Linked DNA regions of Cyprinus carpio: region 1 is linked to region 2. A link is a contact called in public Hi-C data. All regions are on one chromosome and are shown on one strand. The core of a region is the stretch at or near the end of the contact, and the rest is flanking DNA. Distances in the headings are between cores, read along the strand shown.

Evidence for each region. A called contact is a pair of places that touch in the nucleus more often than the background predicts.
Region 1: a contact with region 2 is called in a Hi-C map of red blood cells, with 5 times the contacts expected there. The contact joins the enhancer-like site here to the promoter of cfap100 in region 2. A contact is called at or near these places in 4 of 8 Hi-C or Micro-C datasets (red blood cells and skeletal muscle).

Annotation. Positions count from the first base shown.
Region 1 is chrA6:12,169,700-12,172,647 of ASM1834038v1, forward strand. gga1 (ADP-ribosylation factor-binding protein GGA1) reads right to left here. Exons shown (of 17, transcript XM_042758092.1): 6 at 2,197-2,294; 7 at 1,845-1,925; 8 at 1,363-1,500. Among protein-coding and RNA genes, the nearest start is that of gga1, 17 kb to the right of the region's middle. Within about 2 kb of position 1,357, at least 1 of the 8 cell types and tissues checked has an H3K27ac peak or open chromatin away from gene starts, as enhancers often do.
Region 2 is chrA6:12,111,981-12,114,680 of ASM1834038v1, forward strand. It overlaps cfap100 (cilia- and flagella-associated protein 100), which reads right to left and starts at 1,449. Exons shown (of 16, transcript XM_042758088.1): 1 at 1,154-1,449; 2 at 781-869; 3 at 302-473. The coding sequence starts at 1,181. The region is part of intron 1 of aldh1l1 (cytosolic 10-formyltetrahydrofolate dehydrogenase); the gene reads left to right.

The DNA of each region.
Region 1 (2,948 bases), core at 107-2,606, 58 kb after region 2:
AACTGCCTTTAACTGAAAAATTAGTGTTTACTATTGTCATTTTGCATTATTGACACTATTTTCCTAATTAATGTTGTTCAGTTGCTTTGACAATCTATATTGTTAAAAGCACTATATAAATAAAGGTGACTTGACTTGACTTGACTTGGGGCTTTACGATTACTCCAGAGCACTCGTAGATCTACGATGATTTTCAAGTGCTACTTAAGTTACGATGCTTTTGGGAAACAGACCGTAAAAACGAACTTTTTAGGCTTACGAAGCTTTAGGGAAACACAGCCCTGATCACTGACCTGACTACTGAACTAGGGAGCTGATTAAGACGCACCCTGTGTCTAGTGATGTAGTAGCTCTGATTCCTACACATTTTCCATTTCAAAATTCCATACTTTACCAGACTCAAATTTCCAAACATCACAGTAGACTTTAAGATCTAACATAAATAGTTCATACAGCATTATTTGCAGCTGTGTATTTGGTATATAATATAGTCATCTGTAGTGTCAACATACAGAGTCCCTAAAATAAAAAAACAAAAATACAGACTTCTGCATGCACACAAGAAACTATTCTCATGCGCATGGGAATTTTTAAACATGTTTTACATATTACAATTTCTAGTTTTATATAACCTATTTTGTTTGTGCACCAGTGCCTTCTTACTGTGAATTAAACGAGAGCAGGGATGCACATGAATTAATAGAGATCTACTAGCTCAAAATTTGGCTTTCCATAGGGAAGTACCTCTAATATCAAGGCCTAATGTCTAATTTAACATATCCTCTTTGGTCGTGGAGAAACCATGACTCAAAATTGGCTAATGGCATAATACTGCTGTGTGCATTGTCCTATTTGGCAAGTTCAATGGTCTATAATTTTTTTTTTTTTTTTTTTTTTTTTTTCAAAATTTGGTTAGGGCAGTACATCATATTTCAAGGCCTTAGGTCTGCCAAACCCAAAATGCTTATAACCTGCATTTCACATAATGAAAAGTGCACCATCAATTTATTCAGTCATGTTTGACAATCACTAAACAGCTGCCATGAAAACACACTTCTTGTATGATACATTTATTTTCATTAAATTCTTAATTTTCCTTTCTAAAAAAACTAAACAGGGGCAAAAGTCTGGAAATGCAGATATTTTTCCATACACTGCTTTCTTTTTTCCATACTTTTCCTTCATTCATAAATTCATTCATTCATTAATTTTCCATTTTTTTCCAGACCTGGAAATTACTTGAATTAAATTTCATACTTTTACAAACCACATAGGAACCCTCAGTCCACTACTGTCATGTCAGGACACTACTGTCATGTCAGGAGTGTGACAGGCTGTTTTGCAGACATGTGTATTACAGACCTTAATTAGTTCCTCATTGATATGTGAGCCGCTCTCTTTGTTGTAATCTCCCAGTAACTGTGTGAGAAGCCCAACACTCTCCTTTACTTCCTGAATAGCATTCACTCTCTTCGACACCTTTTCCATACGCTTCTGATCCTGAAAACAGAGTGTATGAATTACACACAGCAAATCGTCAGTGCTCATGCAGGAAAAGTACAGTTCATGGACTTACTCTTACATAATGTATACATTTTTGCTGCTTTGAATTGCATCATACCCCCAAAAAACTGCTGGATGAAAAAGCAGCTAGGTGGACTAAGTGCTGCAGCATCTATTGTACCCATCTATTTATTTATTTTTTTTCGGACAGAAATAATTATTTTGCTTTTGGTGTAAATAGACCATTCTTTGACCTTTCATATTGTTCTGTACACATTGCTGTACTGAGAAATAGACTCTAAGAACCCACTAAGAGTTAATCCAAACACACATCTACACACCTCCTGAACCATTTCTTTAATGAGTTTGTTTGCCGCCCGCAGGTCCTCAGGGTGAGAGCTATTCAGAAGACGAGACAACATCTATTGAATCAGAAAGAAAAAAAAAAACAAAAAAAAAAAACACAGTAAGCGAGAGTGGACAAACATAAGTGAAGTCATAATTATTTCTCTTTTATGTACCTTAAAATGCTTCATTGGCTTCATGGTTTACAAACATATAGTAACATAGTTTCAGATTGATCAACCTGACTCCTGAATCATTCTTAGGTTTTAATCACAGTAAACAGAGTTAAGACATAAGGAAATAAATAGTAAAAAAAAAAATAATAATCCTAAACTGCATCTTAACAACCTTTGATTTCTCCTCATCCTCAAAGATGGCGTTTTTAGGCCTGGGCATTAGAGGGCAGGGCTTGTCATCAGGAAGGTCTGGGTCCTGTTTAATAATACCTAAAATAAGATGCAGAGCATAAACATAATGTAGCATATTTATTTCCAAGCACTCCACAACACACAATCGCAACAACAACATAGGACAAACAGCAAGTCCCACAAGAGATCTTTATCATTTTACACATACGCACATCTAGCCCTCGCACCCCCTTACTCTGCATATTTTGCATGTCTTTCTTAGTTAACACACCTGATTCATATAATCCAGCTCGTTAGAAAAGAGCTACGTCTATGAACTGCGTTCCAACTGATATGATCCCTACACCGTGTTCATTGCTCGCTACTCCCTGAGCAGGGGAAATCTGTTGAAGTTTACTTGACTTCGCCTGCAGCGTCTTCACACACAGACGAGTGTTACGTCATATACCTCTGTAAATAAATACAATTTAAATTCACGTCTTGCACACTTTAATGCCCTTTGAATGGAACATATACACTAGTTTCGAAACTGGAATAATAATTTTTGTGTGCTGAATTTTGTATGAGGCTTGTGTTAAAATAAGGTAAATACAACTCCAATCTTTTCCTGAAGATCCCGAAAAAGTCAGTTGGCACCTCAGTTCACTCAGAGAAGCTGTCAGTCTCAGCTGTCAATCATTTCGTCACACTCCCGTTTTTATAGCATAACTAAAACCAAACTTATTTTTAAAA
Region 2 (2,700 bases), core at 199-2,698:
GCCTTACATTTTATTGCTTTTTTATTGTCTGTTACTGTCTACTAAGTGTGTTTTGTGTTTCATTATATATTTAATTTTTTTGTTGTAAAGCACATTGGACAACCTGGGTTGTAATTAATGGTGTTATATAAATAAAATTGCCATTTCTATCAGTACTCATCGCAATGTTTGTCTTTCTTCAGAAAAAAATAAATATTAACAAAACCAAGAATTTGAGCCAGGAAAGTTTCTGAAATTTGGTTGATTTGACACAGAATGACCCATGTTTGATGCAGATAAGATGTGGTTAGGTTTGGCTCACCTTTCATAGATACCCTCCATGCGGGCGTAATTTGGAGCTGCCTGTGAGTATGTGTGACTGGTATGCTACCCTCCTCTTTCAGTTCCTTCCTTAGTCTGGTTTGTCCTGCCCTTGTTCTGCATGCAAATGTTATCTTCTCATGGACAGGTAAAGCCAACTTACTTTGGTGCTCCTGCCATAACAGAGTGCAGAATTTCATGTTTGGATTTATTATTAGTATTATTATTTCATTCCTGTTGGACAAGTTGTGTTTTCAGTGTGGAGCAACTGTACTCTAGTTTGTGCTTTTAACTTCTCCAAACTTAAAGTGTATTAGATGCAATTACGTAACCCAATATTTAAGATTGTGGTGACTTGCTATAATTTAATTACCCATTTGGGTTCATTATTCTAAATGTTTAATACGTCCCTCATTACAGATGGCAGATCGCACATCTTTAAAGTGTATGTATTGTATCAATATATTAAATGATACAAACCAGTTTCCTCTGAGATTTTTCTTTGTTTATCATCTGGAAAAGATCGTTGTGTTCAGATGCTTTGAAAGGGTTCACGCCATCACTGCTTCCTAAATCAGACAAACACACAAACACACACACACACACACACACGCACACACACACACACACACACGTATACTTCTATCACCACAAGGACATTTTATTGACAGTTTTTATAAAGAGCTAATTATATTTTCTGTGTTTTCAAGTGTACATTTTCTGAAACAGCTACAACGCATCATTGTTAGCCTAATCATTGCTAATATAATTTAGGCTAATTTCTTCAGATTCAAGACAAGTATTTGATATAACGTTGCTCAAATGAATTACCCATGAATTAAATCTGTCTTACTGTGTGCTGATGATTCAGGTGAGGACATGTTGCTCCTACGGCAAATAAGTATTTAGATCAACGAAAATCTGCGTCGCCTTACTTGAAATCACAAGCTTCTGTAGCAATACGTTTGTCCTGTAAAGTTTAAAGCCTCTGTCAGTTTATGTACTATAGCTATCTTGCCAAGATCGTTTGTAAAGTATTGATTTTTAGAATTTAATGATCTATAGCCCTAAACCTGCAGATGGATCAGAGAGAGTAAAGCAGCTCAGATGATCAGGTTTGAAGATACTTTCCCCTTGTTGCGTTTTTGGTTGCCCTGACAACATTATATTTGAAAATTCTTTCCACGAAAAGTAGGTGGCAGTATTGCACAAGATTGATCGTTCTTTGCAATACAGGTGCTTTGATTCAGGAAATTATTACAAACCGTACTGGTCTTCTCTTGATTATGTTTATTTCTTAGATCTCTTATTTCATATATTCATCTCAAATTTTAATATTCTTCTCTAAATAAAATTTTAGACATATACCATACCGGTCATTCAGAATTGGGATGTGCCACCATTTATTAAAAACATCCTTTCTTGAAATCTTTAGGTTTTATTTGTTGTGGTATCGTTTCGTCTTGTTTCTCCATGAACAGAAAAAGAATGTAAAAGATTTGACACAATTACACACTCATTTTGTGTGAATTTATTTTTGTAAATTATTCTCCTATTTCACAATTCTTTCCCTCAACCCAATCCTATTTAATTTTAAGCTTTTTAATTTCTTCCAAAAACAAGTGGTTGTTGTGGTTTGTTTTTATCTTTTAAATTTTTACAAGCATCCCTGTTCTCTCCTATTTAAAGAGGAGAAGTTATTGGTTCATATGTTTGTAGTACTCTGCTGTGATGTAATAGCAGTTGCAGTGAGCCGTGCACGCTGTGGATTGCTAATGTCTGCAGCCAAACCCCTCTATGTTTTATTTCACTCTTCAGTAAACAGATGGCAAACAGCATTTGTGTTCTTGCATTATTTGGGTAGAGTGATGCTGCCATATGTGTTCTTTGGATCTTGGGCATGAAGTCAAGTGAAGAAAAAAAGGCCAAATCAAAACGCAGAGAAAAGAAGAAAGACCAAATCTGTTACACAACTGCAAAAGCACAGTCACCCATGCTCTTCAGCCTTACTAGAGGGACGACCAAATGTTATTGCTCAGAGGACCTAAGTGCTCTTGAGGATATCTTGGTTCCAGTCTATTCAACGATTTGAATGCTAAAAATTTAATTTTAAATCCATTCAAAAGTGAACAGTAAACCAGTGAAGGGAGGCAAATATTGGTGTAATATAATTCTTGCTTATGCGTTCCTGTTAACATACAAGCAGCGGCATTCTGTGTAAATGCCATTAAGTAGTCCAGGCAGGTCAAGATAAAAATATTTATAACCCGTTCAAAATCATTAAAAGACAGAAAAGACTTTGGATAATTGCTTCAACTGGAAAAACTAGTTTAATAACTGATTTAACCTGTTTATCCAGTTTAAAGTCACTGTCCATAATAACACCCAGGTTTTCTTACA